Regions from separate parts of the Rattus norvegicus genome. Here region 2 is linked to region 1. A link is a contact called in public Hi-C data. All regions are on one chromosome and are shown on one strand. The core of a region is the stretch at or near the end of the contact, and the rest is flanking DNA. Distances in the headings are between cores, read along the strand shown. Region 1 holds the start of Urad (ureidoimidazoline (2-oxo-4-hydroxy-4-carboxy-5-) decarboxylase). Region 2 holds the start of Lnx2 (ligand of numb-protein X 2).

The links. A called contact is a pair of places that touch in the nucleus more often than the background predicts.
Region 2: a Hi-C map of liver shows a contact between it and region 1, with 4 times the contacts expected there. The contact joins the promoter of Lnx2 here to the promoter of Urad in region 1. A contact is called at or near these places in 2 of 12 Hi-C or Micro-C datasets (kidney and liver).

What each region holds. Positions count from the first base shown.
Region 1 is chr12:12,742,665-12,746,838 of GRCr8, reverse strand. It overlaps Urad (ureidoimidazoline (2-oxo-4-hydroxy-4-carboxy-5-) decarboxylase), which reads right to left and starts at 1,451. Exons shown (of 2, transcript NM_001398881.1): 1 at 1,190-1,451. The coding sequence starts at 1,364.
Region 2 is chr12:13,117,154-13,121,265 of GRCr8, reverse strand. It overlaps Lnx2 (ligand of numb-protein X 2), which reads right to left and starts at 2,127. Exons shown (of 10, transcript NM_001108329.1): 1 at 1,989-2,127. Polr1d (RNA polymerase I and III subunit D) reads left to right here and starts at 3,197. Exons shown (of 3, transcript NM_001037787.1): 1 at 3,197-3,257. The coding sequence starts at 3,232.

The sequences.
Region 1 (4,174 bases), core at 202-2,701:
GGTACAGTTGCTTATTTGCCGAGACTGTCACTGTAGATGTCCTCAAACAACTCATAAGGATCTTTCTATTTTAGCCTCCTGAGCACAGGCGAGGCCACTATGCTGGGCTTTGGTTTCACACACACGCACACACTTAAAATTCATATGTTTGAGTGTTTTGGTTGCATGTATGTCTATGCCCCACATGTGTCCTTGGTGTTTAGGGGCGGGTCATAGCGCGAGCTCAGATCCTGGAGTTGGAGGCCTTTCTTTGTTGAGTATCTATGTGGGTGCTTAAAATTGATCTCTGGTCCTCTGGAAGGGCAGCCAGTGCTCCTAACTGTTGAGCCACCTCCTCAGTCCTCAGTTTGATTTCATAACCTTGCCCTCTGGTCTTCTTAGGTAAGTCCTCATAGGAGGACATCCAGAAGCCACAAGATGTCATCATAGCCATATTGAACACAGCTGTGAGTGCCTGCTCTGTCAGGAGACCACAGGTCCTGCTTAAAGTCAAGTCTCAAGGATAGGGGACCCCCTGCCCCTGTCTTTGTTCCCCAAGGGCATGTCAGACTTATTCTCTGAAGCCAGAGTAGGCTTTGAGCAGGGACTGTGTACCTTTGGACCTCTGGCCTCTGTGCCACCCAGTATAAACTTCTGCCTCCTCTTCGCCCCACGGACCAATACGCCTCAGTTCTCGCTCATTCTCCCCAGAAAACATCGCTTTGCTTCAACGTTTCTTCTTTCTGCGAAGAGTCTTGGGATCTTTCCTTGTCTGGTCCAAACTGCTGCCCCCCCCCCCTTTTGATAAAAACCATTCAGGGTCTCCATTCCTCTCTGGGGTGCTGGGATATTCTCACTACCCTCTTTCATCTAGAGCATTGCCAAAGTGGACCTTTAGCTTCTGACTCACCAAGGCCTTCGCCCCGTTCCTGTGACCTCCAGTAGCCCTGGCTGTCCTGGAACTCGCTCTAGATCAGGCTGGACTCCAACTCAGAGACTGCAATGCACACACACACACACCCCCCGCCTCCACTGCCGTCGACCATCTTATCTTGTCCCTCACATTCTTGTGTCCACCTTCAAGAGCCCAGCAGTTGAAAGGATATCTCCTGACCCTTCCAAAAACCCAGTAGATAATTGAGTAAGTCAGCTAACGTAATCTAAAATACTTTTACATACCCTATTGGAAACGACTTCATGCACATCTTACCTGATTTTGGGAGAGCATCGATAAAAGCAAAAAAGTGATTTTCTAAGTCTTCCAAGCCAGAGAAAGGACGGTGGGACCAGACGGCAGCTGCGACCAGAGGACATCTTTCAACGACGTTCCTAAACACACTCACAAATTCAGTGAAGTCCAAGGAGTTGACCTTCTTCATGTCCATGTCTGACACCTGGACTGGAGGCACTGTTTGCCCTGCCTGGGGGGAGTCTGCAGGAGCGACGCTAACTCCTCCTCATGGGTTGTATTTGCTGAAGACACAGCTGACCTTGTGCAAGGGCAGCTGACTCTGGTTTAAATACCTCTGGGAGGAGCTTATCCAGAATGTTCCTGCAGCGAGTAAACACAGGTTTAAGTGTTTTGGGGGTTGTAGGGGGTAATACGCTGGAGACAGAATCCAGGGTCTCACGTGTGCTGAAGAAGCACCCAATCACTGAGCTATATCCCACCTGGGCTTATGGTTGCGATCAAGAGAGCAGAGACTTCTGCAGAACGAACGTCTCCACCAGAGGCACTGCTCTAGTAAGAGCCAGCTATGGCCATATTTAATGAGACAGCCACTTGGTGTCACCGACATCTTATCTTGTGAACATGACTGTTATGTCTTGCTTGTAATCTGTGTACCACACGCAGACCTGAGGCCCGCAGAGGCTGGAAGAGGTTTGGGCTACGTTGGAGTTACAGGTAGTCGAGAGTTACCATGCAGATGCTGGGAATAGAACCAGACTCTATTCAGTTGCTCCTGGGGAAGTTTTCCTGGTAATCCAGACAGGTTACAGGGCCACCTATTTGGAAGTTGATTTCTCATCTGTCGTTGGCCGTGCCTCTAGAGCATAGGTCCCATGTTTTTTTTTTTTTTGTTTTTTTTTTTTGGTTTTTTTTTTGAAGATTTATTTATTTTTGTATACAATTACACACACAGATCCCATTACAGATGGTTGTGAGCCATCATGTGGTTGCTGGGATTTGAACTCAGGACCTCTGGAAGAGCAGTCAGTGCTCTTAATCCCTGAGCCATCTCTCCAGCCCAGGTCCCATGTTTTAATCTTTCTTTGAACCCTAAATGCTTAACACAACGTACACTTAGTGTAAACGAGGCCAGGAGAGGTGCCTCTGGTGGAATGTGCTATCTTCTTTTGTTTAAAAAAAAAAAAAAAAGGTGTATTGTGTATGTGTACACACCTGAGGGTAGGTGCCCAAGAAGAGAGAGTCAATCTACCTCGAGGTTCTCATCCTTGACTTCTTCTTCAACAACAGCCTAGAAGTTATAAGCTGAAATAAACCTTTTCCTCCCCTAGAATGGGTTTGGTGAGTGATTTAGCACTGCAGCAGAGTTCAGCTAAGGCTGTTACTGGTGGTGTTCTTCACGAGGAACCGCCTAGAAAAGATTAGAAAGACCAGGGCAAGAGGGTAGAGTAGGGGGAGGTGTCACAAAGAAAGGCACCCACTGCCCTAGGAAGGAGAGGGGCTCTGATCTCAGGAGTTGGTGTGGGACTAGGACCAAGCATGGAAAACCCTCGTCACCGTGAGTCCAGAAACGATCGCACTCTGGATAAATTATCTCCAAAAGAGGGCTTGTTTTCCTTTCGCCCAGTGTTTGCCTTTCTAGGTACCAAGGGGCAGTAAGTAACAGGTCAAACCTGGTGTTTGACACTCTGTTTAGAAACGGTAGTCCTCGGGCGCCCCCTGCTGGTGCAATCAATATAAAGCACGGCTAGAAGGGGTCGCCCTAGTCCGCAGGCCACACCCTCCTCCTAAAGGATGTTAAAGAGGAGTGAAACCTTGTGAACTTTCACCTATTCACACTGGCATGTCAGCCGGTGGTATCTTTATACAGGTCTAGGCAACCATGTTGTTGAGATTAGATGGGTGAAACTTTCCTGTCTAGAAGGCACTCTCTAGCAGCAGGCATTCTGGTCCTCTCGGCCACCCCCCCAACCCCCCATTAACGTATTTATTATTTTTTAATAATTTATTCTTTTATATGCACTGGTGTTTTGCCTCATGTAGGTATGTTACAGACAGGAGGTTTTTTTTTTTTTGTTTTGTTTTTTTTTTGGCTCTTTTTTTTTGTTTCGGAGCTGGGGACCGAACCCAGGGCCTTGCGCTTCCTAGGCAAGCGCTCTACCACTGAGCTAAATCCCCAACCCCTGTTACAGACAGTTTTAATTATTCACTTTATATCCGCATCGCATCCCCCCTCCCTCCTCCCTGTCCCCCTTCATATGGCCTGCCCCCATTCCTCCATCCCCACCCCCCACCCGGCTCTTAAAGTCTTTCCGTGCCTTGAGTGTAGGGATTGCACTGTAGAGGTTCCAGTTGGGGCTGGGCACACTACAGTCTCCTAGTCTCTGCATTTTGATTATGTGTAAAGGCAATCAAGGCCTGCTGAGAGAAAGAGAATCAGTACTCGATGGAGAGCCCCGTGATAGGTCTTCAGCATTCAGTGGAGAAGCCCCGTGTTAGGCTATTCAATCCCAAGTGGTCAGCCCTAAACACATGTTCATAAGAACAACACTAAATGGGTCAATTGGGTGTGTGCATGTGTGTGGTGTGTATGTGTGTATGTGTATGTGCGTATGTATGTGTATGTTTGTGCCTGTGTGTGTGGTGTGTCTGTGTGCGTGTGCATTTATGTATATGTGTGTATGTGTGTATGGTATGTGTGTATGTGTATGTGTATATGTGTATGTATGTGTATATGTGTATATGTGTGTTTATGTGTTTGTATGTATATGTATGTGTGTATGTGTATGTGTGTGTCTGTGTGTGTCTGTGTGTATGTGTGTGTGTGCATGTTTATGCATGTGTGTGTAAAACAATAACTATAGAAGATGTTAGTCATGAACTTGGTAGGCAGTAGAGTTAGAGGGGGAAGAGAGAGAGGAGTAGATTTGAAATTTTTTTTCTCTTTTTTTTTTTTTTTTTCTTTTTTTCGGAGCTGGGGACCGAACCCAGGGCCTTGCGCTTGCT
Region 2 (4,112 bases), core at 878-3,377, 370 kb before region 1:
GCAAATCAAGAAACCAAGGATCAACGTCTTTCACTGCTCCTACCTAGTCACTCTCTGAGGAGTCCATACCGCCCGAACGCCACACCAGCTTTCTTCACCCGCTGATGACAAGCTTTGGCTGAGCTTTTCCTGAGCCATAGCCATGACTGTTTTTATTTTTTCAGGTTTTCAAACCCACCAGGCTAAAATGCTAAAGAGCTAAGAGCGGGTAATAAAGCCCGGCAAACACAGATAATATGCACAGAGACTTCACGGTAGCCCCATTCTGTTTCTCACTCTTGGGACCCCCACTGTCCCCCAGCTATCCCTATGGAATGCAAACCTCACCACAGCATCTTCCTGCTTGAAATGAACACCCCACGATCACTGACTGGATGAAGTGTCCAAACGTCTTCATGTGCTACACAAAATCCTTTCTTTTTAGTATTTCAACAGATATCTGAGGGTCCAGTTGTAGAACATACCATGAACCCTACCTAAGATGAACAAAAAAACCAGCCCCTGACCCCTATTACTTTAACCCCAAACATTGTGTTCTTCAGATTAACCATACGCACAGCAGATAATGTCACATTCTACAGCCATAAGCATTTAGGATGCTCCCAGAGAGAGCCTGTGCCAATTCCTCTGACACATTCTAGGCAGAAATGATTTTAAGTTCCCACATTACTTTGTTCAAATTACTTTCCGGTAGTGGACTAAGAAGTATACAGCCACTGAGCAACTTTGGGCAAGAAATGATCCCTTTCCTCAAAGTTGCCAAAGCGGTAGACACTGAGTAGCTAAATGTTTATACAATGAAAAGGCTCAAACTTGAAGATTAGAGGAAAAGAACACAGACTTAGTGGATGGACTAAATTAAAAGCAATGTGACTCTAGAGCTGTTCTGAGTTGGCCTACATTTGACCCCTTTGGGAAAACTCACATGGAATTTGGACAGGCTAAAATGGCAAAACCTTCTTAGCTCTGGCTCAACAATGATCTGCAGGCCAAATAGGACACTAGATTCCCCCAGGTTCCTTCTTTACCTGCCAAAGTCCTTTTTTCCGAAGGTGTGGGGGAGGGAGGGTGTTCAAATCTATCAAAGCAAACAGGATTGACCTACTGAGATCCAACTTCGTCTGTGCTGTGTCACTGTACAGGCTAGAGAAAAAGCAAATTGTGTCCTGGGAAGGAGGCCAATTTCTAAGTACTGTGACTACAAAGAATGTGACATTCTTAAAGTGAAGGCAGTTTGGATAAACTGGAGCTCACAGAATCCTCCAACTATCCTTGCCATTGGTTTCTGTGATTTTATTTTTAAAGAAAAATTGGCGGGGTGTGGGGCGCACGCCTCTCTAACCCAACAGCACTCAGGAAAGAGGTGGATCCCTCTGAGTTCCAGGCTGGCCAAGGCTACAGAGAAAAGAAAAATTGATTCGAAAAAGCCACGCGGAAGCGTCCTTAGGCTCCTGGCAAACACACAATCTTAAATGCAAACGGAAATACTAGAACACTCCATTTAAAAAAAAAAAAAAAAAAGCCCTTGTGTGAAACGTGGCAGAAAGCTTTCAAAAGCCAGCGATGTTTTTCCCCAAGAGGTGTTTTGTGCGCAAATGCTTCCAAATCGGGATTCATATTTTGGAAATTATACCCCCACGCTCCCAAACATGTCAAATCTGAAGAGAAAGGTGAGACTTCCCCCGCAACAGGCTGGGGCGGGGAGGAGGGTCTCTCTGCTCATCCCTTCCAGGGAACAAAACCAAAGGGCAGCTGGCTAGCGCCACTCTAGCTCCCGACAACGTGCAGACGCGAAGTGCAACAACTCGTCCTCAAACGTCCATGTCTTGAGAAGCGAGAGGCGCGCAGAACCGCACCGGGTCTCCTGGAACCTGCACCCGCACCGGGCCGGGCCAGACACCACGCGGCCCCCAGCGGTTCCCCAGATGGTCCCCCCTACCCTGACGCCACACCCCGTCACCGCCCGCACCTGAGGCGAAGTAACTCACTGACGGAAAGCGGCGGGCTCCCCGCGGGCGCGCTAACGAGGACGCTACCCGGCTCCGCTCTGCCGGGACTCACCGCCGCCGATTTCCTGGCGAGAAGCAAAGTCCGGCCAAGACTTTACTTCTCAACCGCCCCTGCTGCCTTTCCCCTCGGGGGCGAGCGCAGAGGCCCAACCCGACACGCACCTGAGCCAATCAACGGCGGGCGAAGGCGGGACTAAGAGCGGGCTTGGAGCCGCTCGACCAATCAAGGAATTCTAGGGGCCGGGTCGGCCCTGCTCATCACTCCCGAGTTAGAGTGAGCGCGTTCCGCCCTCCGCCATCGCTCCCGGCCGGATTCTCCCCTCAGACACACAGAGAAGACGCTCGGGAAGTGTCTGCGTGCACCCCTGGAGCGCCGCGCCTGGCGTGGGACAGCTGAAGGGAGGGGAGGGCTGCGGGACCAGGCTGAGGGAGAACAGGTGGCGCGGGGCGGCTGACGTGTAGGTGTGCAGGGCAAGAGGACAGCTGGGTGGGGCGGGGATCCAGCCTGGCCAGGGTCAGGTGGGAGAAGAGAGGATGCACCTGAGAAGGGCGGTTCCTTGGGTTCAAAGGGAAAAGGAGCTGCAAGTCCACCGCGTGAGCTCCGGAGGAAGGAGGGCGGTGCTCCAAACTCTCACTTCTCTCCCAAAAGAAAGACAAACGCTGCCCTTGCACCTATTGGAGATGTACATTTGCACCCCTGGGAGAAAATAAAAAGCCCACAGTATCGTCAGGAAAGTCACCTCTGCACACTAGTCTCTCTGCTTTTTCAAGGTTGCAATATGCTGGGTGCCCCAGGAAAGGCCCCTGAGGACTCCGGTCCCGGGAATAGCCAGCCATGGGGCAGTCCCGTTCCTCGAGACTCTAGCAAGTCAGAGATCCGACCCCGACGCTAAATAGCAGATGTCTCGGGGCAACAGGCGAGAAGCCTGTGATCTACGGTAGCACTCGGGGACAGAATGTGCACCGCAGCCGCCTGGCTTCCGCAGTTCCAGGTGAGCGGTCCAGCCCGAGCCTGGGCGTGGTCGGGGGCGGGTTCTGTTTTAGCCCCGCCCTTCAGAGGGGGCCCTGCCGCGCCGCTGCGGCTCCGCCTCCCTCCTTCCGTCATCCGCTCCTTCCGTCGGTGGTTTCTTCCTTCCTGCCTTGTCCCGCACCTTTCGCGACATGGGGAAGATCTTCCTTTTCGCCAGCGCCACCTGAGGATTTCCCGGAGCCGCCCCCCGCGATGGAGGACGATCAGGAGCTGGAGAGGTAAGGTTGGAGGCAAAGAGTGGAGTGGGGCGGCGGGTCGGGCCAGAGAAGCGGGTAGCGAAGGGGCACGCGGCCGACTGAGCCCGGCGTGGCGGCTAGGCCTGACCCCAGGCGCTGGGGAAGGGAGGAGAGAGAATAGAGCGGGCCGGGTTGGGAAGAGGGAGGAGCCGTGGGTTCATTTATAACAGAAAAGCCCAGAGGGACGCTAGCCATCCGGGATGGGAGAGAGGTAGGGAATCCAGCTGTAAGTCCCAAACTGCCACCACCCTCATTAGAACTGCCTCGTGTAAGGTCACGCACCGGGCCAGCCGTCCCGAGTGGCGGTCCTGGCGTGTTAAGTTAGCTAAAGTTACTGCAACTCCGCTCTGTGCAGACTGCTCGTAAATTCTCTCTGTCCGCCAAATTCTCCCTCCTATTAAACTTTTCACTTCCTTTCACTTAGTTTCCTTACCTCTTTCAAACGGAAGCTGTAACTGAGCCTGCCACCCTGATACCTTGTGGTTGCCATTTTTATGCTAAAGTAATCGTGTTTTTTATGCCTGTCAACTCCCTTTTCATCTAAAGCAGGGCCTACCCTATTATAACTCTGCCCCTTTCTTTGCTCTATCCGAAGATTTTTGCAAACAATTAACTTCGTGGGTTGTTTTTCTTTTGTTTTGTTTTTTTTCTGAGGTGGTACCCACCCCCTTGCTGGAGTCAAATGAAGTAGGGAGAAACGAGTTAAATATTTATGGCTAGAAGTGTGGAGGCAGGAAAATGAGGCAGTGAATCTTTAAGAGTTAATCAGAAAACGATATTCCGTATGATCTCATTCTTACACAAAAAAATATGTGTGTAGAAAAATATCAGGATTGA